Regions from separate parts of the Sus scrofa genome. Here regions 1 and 2 are each linked to region 3. The links are chromatin contacts, called in public HiChIP or PLAC-seq and promoter capture Hi-C maps. All regions are on one chromosome and are shown on one strand. Each heading gives the region's core, a stretch centred on a gene start, on an enhancer-like site or on the middle of the called end of the contact. The rest is flanking DNA. Distances are from core to core; before and after follow the strand shown. Region 1 holds the start of PSMC3 (26S protease regulatory subunit 6A). Region 2 holds the start of SPI1 (Spi-1 proto-oncogene). Region 3 holds the start of NUP160 (nuclear pore complex protein Nup160).

Region 1 (3,615 bases), core at 532-3,031, 350 kb before region 3:
AATATTGGCACCATCTTCCTCTTGGTCATTGGGATCAACGTCCAGAAGCTGGGAAAGGAAAAAGCTCAGCTCAAGAAGCCCTGCTCAGCCCCCTGACCTCTCCAGAGCCCAGTACTCCTGGAGCCGAGAATACTCACAGGACTGGCCACCCCTATCTCACGCCTCAGACTAGCCCTGAGCCCAGCAAAGGTGTAGTTAATAAGCCAGAGGATTGGTTAAGATTCTGTTCAGGTGTTGCTTCTCTGCACGGAGGTCATCTACCCCTCAAGGAAAAACAGCCAGTAGGAAAGGAAACGTGAGGAGGCCTCTTCAGCCCCATGTATCTCCCCTGGAAATTCACTCTACAAAGGAAACCCTAAAAAGGATGCCCCTTACATGCGATTAGGCCTCCAAACGCCCACCCACTCTTTCCCCAATGGTCCCCTTGCAGGTTATCTCCAAGCCCCAGTGACCCTCTCTCTTCCCCTCCACATACACACACACCTCGATGACGTTGGAGACCAGGTACGGCAGGGTCTTATTCACTTTGATTTTCTCACTGTTCTCTTTGATCTTGTCCTTCATGGCTTGGAGTTCGTGGGTGACTCGTAACACTTCACTCTTCATGATCTGGGGTAGGGGTAAGTGGAAGCAAACATTCAGCCTTAGCTCTCAGCTTGTCCTAAGGCCTTGTAACTAGTGAAGTCCAGGTTGCCCAAGGGACCCTCCTGCACCGGTGCTCTCAGCTCTAAGGCTCCCTGAAAGCTCAGGCTGTGTCCACAACCAGCAGAGGTCAAAACAGGAGGCCAGTCTGGACACCTCCTGGCGAAATAGCTGGAGTAAAGGGAAAAAGAACATGACTTTAGTCAACCAAACAGAGATTTTAGCTTCTGCCTTTTGTTACAGGCTGTGTACTTCACCAGAGTAAAAAAAAACCTCTGTGAGCCTCAGTTTCTTCATCTGTAAAACGGGGACTTCCTAAAAAAGGGATTCTCCAGGGGAAGACTGAAAGACCTCGCTGGGAAAGGCAGTCTGATGAGTCCTCCTCTCAGGCCTGGTCTCCTGCTACCCTCTCTTCTGGTCCCTTTTAAAGCTTAGTTTTCTTCTCTCTTTTCCTGGTCAGAGGGCGGTCCCCACACCGCCCCTAGGGAGGTCGAGAAAGACGTGAGAGTAGCAGCTGGGATCAGGGGTTGTGCGCCCACCTTGATTTCACTGTCCAGCAGCCGTGTGCGCTGCACGATCTCTTCTGTGGACATCTTGAGTACTTCCTCCCCGATTCCATCTTGCTGTGAAAAAATTTTTTTATTAAACTCAGGGCAGCTAACTGATGACTGTGAGCTCAGCCTCAGTTTCCTCATCCATAAAACCATAAGACCCTTGCCCACATCCCCAGCGGCCCCAACCCCCGGACCGGGCTAGCTCTTGACCCCCCCCGCCCCCAGCCACCGCCTCCCCTCCTGACAAGAGCATCTCTACGCTGGCCCCTGGCTCCAAGACCCCAAGCTCTCCCGCCGCGCACCTCAGCCTCATCCCACACCGTCGCCATCTTCTCCTGCCGAGTCACTGGACTCTCGAGCTGCGGCAGCAGATTCATTTCCTGGAGGAGAAGGTTGAAGATTAAACCGGACAGCAGCCGGGGCGAGAGATTAATAATGTCTTTCTTAACTCCTGCGCTTGACTAACGCCAGCCCTCTTTCTCCAAGTCCTGACTCTTGACAGAATTAGCTTGCGCCGCGTTACCACAGCGAATCTGCGTCTGCGATTCAAAAGACGAGGCCCGGGCCACAGGACCCGCCCCTAAGGCTCCGGAACCGTTCCCGCCCTCGTCCTGTTTATGCCATCGCAAGAGGTAATGCGCTATTGGCTGACACGCGCAGAGGGGCGTGGCCTTGATGTAAAAACGTAAGAGGAAGGAGAAAAGAGGGGAACGAGACGGCCTTTGGGCAATGTAGTCCTAGTCCAGCGGGCGCATGAAAAGGCTCTTTTGCTGCTTTTGGCGCGGGCGGGAGCGAGGGCGAGGGGTGCATTCCCGGCAAATGGAAGTTCCCAGGCTAGGGGTGGAGTCGGAGCCACAACCACAGCAACTCGGTATCATAGCCTCATTTGCGGCCCACACCGCAGCTCGCGGCCAAGCCAGAACCCCAGCCCAGTGAGCAAAGCAAGGGATGAACCCGCATCTTCAGGAATACTAGTCGGATTTGTTTCCGCTACACCACAACAGGAACCCCTGAAAAGCCATTTTTGAAGGGGGGCTTTCAACCTCAGAAACTGGCCCAGTTAAGAATTAGGGAATTCTCTTAATGGAGTTCCTGTTGTGGCTCAGCAATTACCAACTGACTAGTATCCCGGAGGATGCAGGTTTGATCCCTGGTCTGGCCCAGTGGGCTAAGAGGCGTTGCTGCAAGCCTCTTGGTAGGTCACTGATGTGGCTCAGATCTGGCATTGTAGCTGTAGCTTAGGCCGGCAGCTGCAGCTTCGATTTGACCCCTAGCCTGGAAACTTCAGTATGCTGCAGGTGTGGCCCTTATAAAATAAAAAAAATGGGAGTTCCCATTGTGGTTCATGGGAAATGAATCTGACTAGCATTCATGAGGACGCAGGTTCCATCCCTGGCCTCGCTCAGTGGTTTAAGGACTCTGTGTTGCCTGACCTGTGGTGTAGGTCATAGATGTGGCTCGGATCTGTCGTTGCTGTGGCTGTGGCATAGGCCAGTGGCTACACCTCCAGCCCTAGCCCCGGGAACCTCCATATGCCACGAGTGGAGCCCTGAAAAAAAAAAAAAAGAATTAGGGGATTCCCTAAAAGAGGGTGGGCCTCATCCAATCAGTTGAAGATCTGACTAGCACAAAAAGGCTGACTATCCCCAGGGAAAGAGGGAACTCTTCCTGCCTGACTGCCTTGAACTGGCACATGGGTCTTTTTCAGGATTGAGACTTGAACTGAAACATCAGCCTCTTTCTTCTAGGGTCTTGTACCTGCTGGCTTTCAGACTAGAATTTACACTATCAGCTCTCCTGGTTCTCAGGCCTTATGATTTTGATGAAGCTAAACCATCAGCATTCCTGGGTTTCCAGTTTGTCAATTTACTCTACAGATATTGGAGACTTCCCACCTCCATAAATATCCTTTTTTTTTTTTTTTTTTTCTTTTTATGGCTGCACCCATAGCATATGGAAGTTCCCTGGCTAGGGGTTGAATTGGAGTTGCAGCTTTGGCTTACACCACAGCCACAGCAACACCAGATCTGAACCTTATCTGGGACCTACACCGAGGCTTTGCAGCAATGCCGGATCCTTAACCAACTGAGCAGGGCCATGGGTACTAGTTGGGTTTGTTACCACTGAGCCATAATGGAAAACTAGTCAGATTGTGTCACTCTGTTCACAATTCTGTAGCAGCTACATGATTCACTCAGAGTAAGAGCCAAAGTCCCTACAATGGCCCACAGGGCCCTGGGGGTTTTCATTCCCCCACGACTTTCTCCAGGACCTTGACCCCCACTCCTCGCCTCCCTCATCAGTTACAGGCCTCCTTGCTTCTCTGAGACCAGGCTATGTCTGCTCCTACCTAGAATGGTCTTTCCAGGATATTTTCTTCACCACCACCCCTCACCTTTGCTACTTCAAGTTTTCTTCT
Region 2 (4,044 bases), core at 1,157-3,656, 390 kb before region 3:
AGGGACCCAGGGGAGCAAGAGCCTTGGCTCCTGCAGAAAGGGGGTGACAGGGACCCTGGAGGTCAGAGGTCAGAAAAGAACCAGGGCTGAGAGGACAGCAGGCAGCGCCCCACGGTCACTTCACACTCACAGTCCACTGCTTTCCCGGGTCCCAACTTACGTGTCTGCCCTTTCACCGTGACACCGAAACACCGATACGCCTACCCCCCCAACCATCCTCATACTCCCATGACACACTTCCACCCACACTCCCATGTGTGAACTCACACCCATTCACACTCACTCTAGGGGTCAACTGGCATATCCACACACTTGTCGTCACCCGAGCCCTGTTTACACTCACCTGTAGACACACATAGTGTCCCCCAAATTAACACACGAATCCGTATGCTCGCTGCCAAATGCATTCACACACGTTCACACCCATATCCTTCCAGGGTATTCCTCCTGCACACTCACTCCACAGAACACATGCTTGTCCTCCTGCCACTTTCCGCACCCCACTCCCCTCTCTCACGGCCTGTGCCCAGGCCACTGGCAGGCCCAGGGCCACCATGATGACCAATGGCTAGTCACACTGATGGAATTTCCAGGATTCGCCCAGGCAGGCTTTGGGGGCCGTGGGCCAGAGCCTTGACCCTCTTCCTCCCTGCTCCTCCCATCCACCCACCTCCCTGGGCTACTCCCTCCCCCCACCCCCAGCACAGGGACAAGCATACCGGCTTCCCAACAGTCACCAGGCCTCTCCCCACCCCCGCAGTATGTGCCCAAGGATTGCACAACAGTAACTCTGGCCCTCAGGGTCTGGTTTGAGGAGCAGCACTGCCTTAGGAGCCCACCATCCAGGAGCCACGCCAGACTAGCCCCTGGGCTGAGGAGAGGGGCTGAGGGGTTTGGTGTGGAAGCCCAAGATATGTCTCCTATGCAGCTCTCCCTGGGGTTCAGAGACTGAGAGGTCAAGGTTCAGACAGGGTGGCTGAGCCCCTGGGCCTGTGGCTTTCTCAGGGCAGAGGTGGCTCTTCCCAGGACCACCTCCATCCGCTCCTGCCTGCCCCCTCAGACTCTTGGTCCCAGGTTGGAGAAGGGTGGGACCAGGCCAGGTGGGGGCTGGCTGGCTCCCAGGAGGCCGGGATCCTAGCACAGGGTTTGTGGGTAGCACAGCCCCACAGCAGGATGTCAACCTGGGGTGCCTCCCTGGGGCTCTGAGGCCTGGCTGGGTGGTGGGGGTGGTGAAGGGAGCTGCATCCAGGCCAGGAAAGCTGAGTCAGGTGGGCAGGTCCTGCCAAGTCCTTGCCAGCTCCCCGCAAGTGTCCCTACCCCTGCTGAGGGCAGACAGGGTGGGAAAGGGACATAGGTCTTCTCAGAGAGGCCCAAGTCTGACACCTGCCAAAGGCTGCAACTGTCACTGAGAACAGGAGCAGAAGGGGTCCACCCCAGACGGCTGGCCTTCCCTCCCTGGGGACCGCTGGGACGCCTGCTTCTTCTCCTCCAGCCTCAGCCCCTGCCTTCACCCCAGGCTCACCCTTGACCAGACCCTACCCCAGCCTCAATCTCAGCCGCAGGATGTCTCCAACCCCAGCTCCTGCCCTCTTCTTCCCGATCTCCAGCCCTAACTGCATGGCCAGTCTCTGCTCCCCTCACTGCTCCAGCCCAGCGCCTCCCCGGCCCCTGCCTCCGCCACTCAGGGCCTGGGCCCAGAGCTCAGAGCCTTAGGACCACAACTATGTCCTCTGTGCCAGGCCCCAGCCTGGGTGTTGGGGACTCAGGCTCAAGACAGCCTCAGTATCCAGGAGCACCCAGGCCCTGGGCTGAGATCTCTGGCCTGCTGCCTCCTGCCCATGAGCCTTTACTGTCCTGGGGGCCGGCTTCCTCACCGGCAAGCCAGTCTCCTCATCTCCTCCGCCACCACCTCCCTGCCGCCACCCTCACCATCCTCAGCCCAGCACCCTGCGCTGGGGCTCAGGCCTGCCACCCGAGCCCCAACTATAAATAACCGTTCAGGCCCCACCGATCACAGCCCCACCGTGGGCCCAGCCCTCAGCCCGCCAGGGCATGCTCCGAGGAAGCGAATGGCCCCCTCGCTGGGTCTCAGGCCAGGAGCTGCTGGGAGGAAACACCAGCTTCCCACTGATAGCCGGAGGGCAGCCAGCGGGTTGGTGGGCTGGCGGGCAGGCGGGCGGGCGTCGGAGGGCCGCGGGCTGGGCTGGTAGAGGAGTCCCGGTACTCACAGGGGGGACGAGGGGAAACCCTTCCATTTTGCACGCCTGTAACATCCAGCCGAGCTCCGAGCCTGTCAGGTCCCCTGCCTCGGTGGGGGCCAGTGCGGAGCCCCTTGGGATGGGGCGCCCCGTCGGGGGCCGGACGGACTCGGGGCGGGCGCAGGGCTCAGGCCTGCCCCTTGAGCTACAGGAGCCCTGGGTGAGCCCCCTCCCTTGACATTGCAGGGCCAGCGCAAGTTCCTGATTTTATCGAAGGCCTGCCGCTGGGAGATAGTCCCCTTGGGGTGACATCACCACCCCAGCCCGTTTGCATAAATCTCTTGCGCTACAGGAAGTCTCTGGCCGGCTGGGGCAGGTGGTGCTCCAGGGGCTGGCCTGGGAGGCCATGGGGGCCAGGCCCCCTGCCCAGAGGAAGCCGGGGACTATGAGGGGCGGCCTTGAGGGCTGGGGTGGGGAGGAAGAGAAGGAGGGAGGAAGCCTAGCTTCACCACTGGGAGGCCTTTGCTGCCCCCGCCCTGCTGAGGCTCTCCAGCCCCTAACCCCACAAACACCTACCTCTCTAGAGACCCTCCACGTGCCCAACAGTCACTTCCTTGGGGTCAGAGCTGGTAAGGATGGCCTCTTGGGGCCTCCATTTTCTGGGGTCAGGCTGGCTGGCTGAGGGCTCTGATCCAGCTGATTCCCAGGCCTGGCTCTCCCTGGGCCCTTGGGCCCCCAGCCCCTCGGTTCTGCCAAGCCTAGCGCTGGGCTCCGGGCCAGGGTCTTCAGCATGGTACCACTTCCCCTTTCCTCCTAGTCCTTTTACACTGGCTTCCCTTCCACCAGAAGCGTTCTTCCACCCTCTCTTCCCAGTTTCCCAAGCACCACCGCTTCTCCCAGATCCCTAAGTGCTCTATTCCCAGCCCAGATTTCTCAGTTTCCCCACCCCTGACCAATGCCTTGATATCAAACCTTTCTTGTCTGTCCATCCATTCATCTGTTTTCTCATCGATTTGTTTATCGGTCTGTTTGTCAATCCATCCATCCACTCATGAAAGCCAGCCGTGCATTCATTTGTCTATCAGTTTATCCAACTATTCACTCGTTAGCCCATTTATCTATTAGTCTATCACCCATCCACCCATTTATCTGCTTGTCCCTTTAGCCATCTATATGTTTATATATCAGCCCATCCGTGACGCATCCATTTTTCCATCTGTTTATCTACTGTATATCCTGCTATTAATTTGTTCACCCATTAATCCATTCATCCACCTGTCCATCTAGCCATCCATCCATTCATACATCCGTCCATACATTCCCCCAACTACCCAACCATCCAACCCCCGCATCCATCCATCCCTTCATCCATCTATCTATGTATCATCCAATCATAATTGAGTTCAAGGGGAAAGGAGAGGTAACGGACAAGATCCCTGCCTTCAAGGAGTTCCTGATCTAGTCTGGAGGGCAGAAGGATGAATAGAGATATTTTTTGATCTATTGATCTCTGATGAGTCTACTTCTCTTGAGAAGAACTTCTTGAGTGTTCCGTTTCCTCCCCTGAGTAGTTGCTTTATATCCCTCCCCAGTGACTTGCCAGCCTCCTTCCTGTCACTGGAATCCCAGATCCCCTAGTGCTTATTTACTTGCAGCAAAGACCAGGAATTCACAAGTCTGTGTTCTCCATTAGATCTTTTTTGCCTACAATCTTCACTGATTTTTTTTGAATGCACTCTTGGGACTCTCCCAGGGGTCCGAGTTACCAGACCTCAGGACTTCCAGGAACTTGACCAAGGCCCTCCCCAAAAAGGAGCAGATCCATCCTTGTCCCCACTTTCCCATC
Region 3 (3,611 bases), core at 658-3,157:
CTCTCCCAACTCCATGCCTAGCTAACCTTTCCTCCTTCAGATGAAATGTGACTTACTTCAGGCCTTCCCAGACACGCCAATTACATCTGATTTTCCCATTAGCTTCTCATACTTTTCCTCTGAGGGAAGTATGAAAAACTTCATTTACATACTTATGTGGGGTCATTAGCTTAATGGCGTTTTGGGGGTCACACCTGAGGCATGTAGAAGATCCCCGGCCAGGGAAAGAATCTGTGTCACAGCAGCAACTTGGGCTGTTGCAGTGACAATGCCAGATCCTTAACCTGTCGCACCACAAGGGAACTCCAGCTTAATGTCTTTTTCCTTCTCAAAACTGCCCCATGAAAGATGTGTCCACATCTATTCTTACACTACTATATCTTGCAGGATGAAAATGGAGACTGTTTTTGTTCATCCCTGCACTCCTAGAACACCTAGCAGTGCTTGACATGTAAAAACTCAAGACTAATTTGTAGAATGAAGGAAGCTTAAAGCACTATAAAAATATAACGGCTTCATGCTTAGAACTGATCTTTGGGGCTTTACCCTCGAAGCTACATTTCTTCTTTTTAGTGCTGCCAGGGAGGGCACCTCTTCCAGAACTCTGTGCCTGCTTAATTTTCCACTGACTCAGATATCAATAGGAAACAGTCTTTCTCTTTTCCTGTCTATAACCACTTCGGAGAATAAACGACACCTTGGGAACAGTCACGAAAATTCAGCCGCCGAACAAAACGCCCTTTCGGGAGATTTGACAAACACAGCACTTACCAATGAATGAACCTGTTTCTGGTGACGGAGAACAACTTGCCACTTTCCACGTAGTAGAAGCCTCCCGCGCTCTCACTGTATTTCACAGCTCCGGCCACTGCATTTGCAGTTCCTGCAAAAGAAGAGTGGTCACCCTTGCACACGTGGTTCTCAGGGGATGACACGGACTGAGGGCGCTGAGAAAGCAGAGGGTGACAGACTGAAAATCCATGCAAAAAGGGGAAAAAAAGAGAAAGAAGTAGAACACTAATGAAGCTCTGAATCCGGGGCTGGAGGCATGTGGGCTCAGGAGGATGAACTGGAGGACAGAGATTTAGGGATCCACGGGAAGATCCCGAGGGCAGGAGCTGCATCGAGCCCTACTGGATGCTTCCGTACCAATGTCGCAAACTGCGAATTCCCGAAAGTGCCTTGGCCTTTCGCGCTCAGCTCCGCTGAGCTCTACGAAGCTCCGTTCCATGGCTCCCGCCGCCGCCATCTTCCCGCCGCCGCCGCCGCGAGGCCTGACGGGACACCAGCCCAGCCGGGCGGCTGTCGTCACTTCCGGGGGCGGAGCAAGCACAGATGCGGACAGGTGAAGAAACCCGGAAAGGTCTAGGGCCTGTCCGACCCACCGTTGTGAGGCTTCCACCGAGCTGGCCGGAGACAGGGTGGGCAAGGAGGAAGCCAGATGAGAGGAGGCAGGGGGAGCTTGCAGGATCTACCTGCAGGAACCTTTGCGTGTCCGGCGAGGAAGCCCCAAGGGGCGGTGCCATTTTCCCGGCGGCCTCAGGGAAGGGGGCGGAGCCGGGTTTGTTTCCATTTTAAAAACTCCGGCGCGGGCAGCGGCTGGGCAGAGCCTCCAGGGAGGGGCGAGGTCCTAGGAGGCCACGCAGATGGGCGCCATCTACTGGATTTCGAGCTTTTGATCGCCTCTCCTTGCTTCCCCGTGTTACTCAGTGAATCTCCGCCTGGTCTCCTTTTCTTCACCTTTCAGCGACGTGGGTTGGGGGCGGAGTGAAGGGCAGAGTGGCCTTTTGTGTTGGGTTTTTTCGAGAGACTGTATTCGTGTGTTCTTGTATAATGAAGCATAATGTGTTTAATTAAACATTGATGCAGTTACCTGCTTGAAGCCCCTAAATGCTACTCACTTGCATACGTGAAAGAAATTTCCTTTATCTTCCATTTGTGATCTGTTTGGAAGGTCTTGTGCTTTACCTGCATTTAGGGCAGAGTAGATGCTGGATTTGGAGGAAAATGCCAGTCTTCAAGGGGAAAGTTAGTCTAAATCTCATGTATCAACATGACAGATTAAAGACGACCACAAATTCTTTGACTTTTTCCCATCAGGAGGTGGGTCTTTGTCCCTTCCTCTGGAATCTGGGAGGGCTCTGTAACTGCTGTAACTCATTGAACACAGCAGAAGTGACTCTGTGCCAGATTAGCCTTTTAATTTTTTTTTTTTTTTTGGGTCTTTTGTCCTTTTTAGGGCCGTACCCACGGCACATGCAGGTTCCCAGGCAAGGGGTCCAATCGGAGCTGTAGCCGCCAGCCTATGCCACCGCCACAGCAACACCAGATCCGAGCCGCCTCTGCGACACCACAGCTCATGGGAACGCCAGATCCTCAACCCACTGAGCGAGGCCAGGGACCTAACCGGAAACCACATGGTTCCTGCTCATATTTGCTTCCGCTGCACCAGGACAGAAACTCCCAGACTAGCCTTAACAGAGTCTGTTTCTCTCTTGGAGTGCTAACTAGGAGGGAAGCCATCTAATAAATTCAGCTATCCTGGGGTTGCCATCCTGGAGGAATCATGGGGAGAGACCACATGGAAGGGCTCTCAAGTTACTTAAAGTGAGAGATGTCTGGTGAGAGAGTCAAAAGTCACTAAGTTTGGGGTAATTTGTTAGCCAGCAATAGATATCAGGAACATTCTCTTGTCTTTCCTTTACATTCATACTTTTCCTCAACAGTCTTCCACATTTCATTCTTAGATAATGGAAACAACTCCAGTTGATCTTATTTTGCTGTTGTTCTCCCTGCCTCTCCATTTTACAAATACACTCTAACTGTTCCTAAACACCACTTACATTTTGTTTCTTCTTGTTTCACAAAATACTATATGCTGGGTGGCTTAAACAGCTAACACGTACTGCACACAGTTTTGGAGCCTGGGAAGTCCAAAATCAAGAGACCAGCAGATTCAGCGTCAGGTGAGAGTCAGCTTCCTGATTTATAGACAGCCATCTCTTGTGCCGTGTCCTTAAATTGTGGGGATTTTTTTTGTTGTTGGTTTGTTTTTGCTTTTTTATGGTTGCACCTGTGGCATATGGAAGTTCCCAAGTTAGCGGTCCAATTGGAGCTGCAGCTGCTGGCCTACGCCACAGCCGCAACAGTGCCACATCCAAGCTGCATCTGCGACCTGCACCACAGCTCATGGGATAAAGTGGGTCCTTAAACCCACTGAGCAAGGTCAGGGATTGAACCTGCACTCTCATGGGTACTAGTCAGACTCTTAACCCACTGAGCCATGATGGAAACTCCCTGTAGGGTCTTTTTTTAATAGGGCACCAATCCCTTTTTCGTGAGGGCTCCACCCTCACAATTGAATCCCTTGGGATGGTAATTTATAATAAGAACATTATATTTGGTCTTTGTCCCTCTTCCTGTCACAGAGAACCTGAAACTCTTGTAATTCCCTTAGTGATAAGAGGATGACTATCCTATGTTATGTTAATGAAGTCATTTTTGGAAAGTTTCTAGGTAACCTGAGGTTGGGGGCGGGGGCAGTGATTGCCAGGGGAAACAACCACTTGATTAGAGGTTTGGAACTTTTAGCCCTACCACCCCAACCTTTG

Evidence for each region. Promoter capture Hi-C pulls out the DNA fragments that hold promoters and counts their contacts. HiChIP or PLAC-seq counts read pairs in DNA pulled down with a chosen protein or histone mark.
Region 1: a contact with region 3 is called in an H3K27ac HiChIP or PLAC-seq map of alveolar macrophages. The contact joins the promoter of PSMC3 here to the promoter of NUP160 in region 3. A contact is called at or near these places in 1 of 47 Hi-C or Micro-C datasets (heart right ventricle) and 2 of 2 datasets of contacts at active chromatin or transcription factors (alveolar macrophages and skeletal muscle).
Region 2: a promoter capture Hi-C map of liver shows a contact between it and region 3, with 4 times the contacts expected there. The contact joins the promoter of SPI1 here to the promoter of NUP160 in region 3. A contact is called at or near these places in 2 of 5 promoter capture datasets (fetal liver and liver), 3 of 47 Hi-C or Micro-C datasets (embryonic fibroblasts, mesenteric adipose tissue and subcutaneous adipose tissue) and 1 of 2 datasets of contacts at active chromatin or transcription factors (alveolar macrophages).

The regions. Positions count from the first base shown.
Region 1 is chr2:15,183,648-15,187,262 of Sscrofa11.1, reverse strand. It overlaps PSMC3 (26S protease regulatory subunit 6A), which reads right to left and starts at 1,781. Exons shown (of 12, transcript XM_003122809.3): 1 at 1,499-1,781; 2 at 1,182-1,265; 3 at 484-609; 4 at 1-48. The coding sequence starts at 1,573.
Region 2 is chr2:15,226,293-15,230,336 of Sscrofa11.1, reverse strand. SPI1 (Spi-1 proto-oncogene) reads right to left here and starts at 2,406. Exons shown (of 5, transcript NM_001001865.1): 1 at 2,229-2,406. The coding sequence starts at 2,273.
Region 3 is chr2:14,838,352-14,841,962 of Sscrofa11.1, reverse strand. It overlaps NUP160 (nuclear pore complex protein Nup160), which reads right to left and starts at 1,907. Exons shown (of 37, transcript XM_021085052.1): 1 at 1,902-1,907; 2 at 1,150-1,471; 3 at 772-883. The coding sequence starts at 1,907.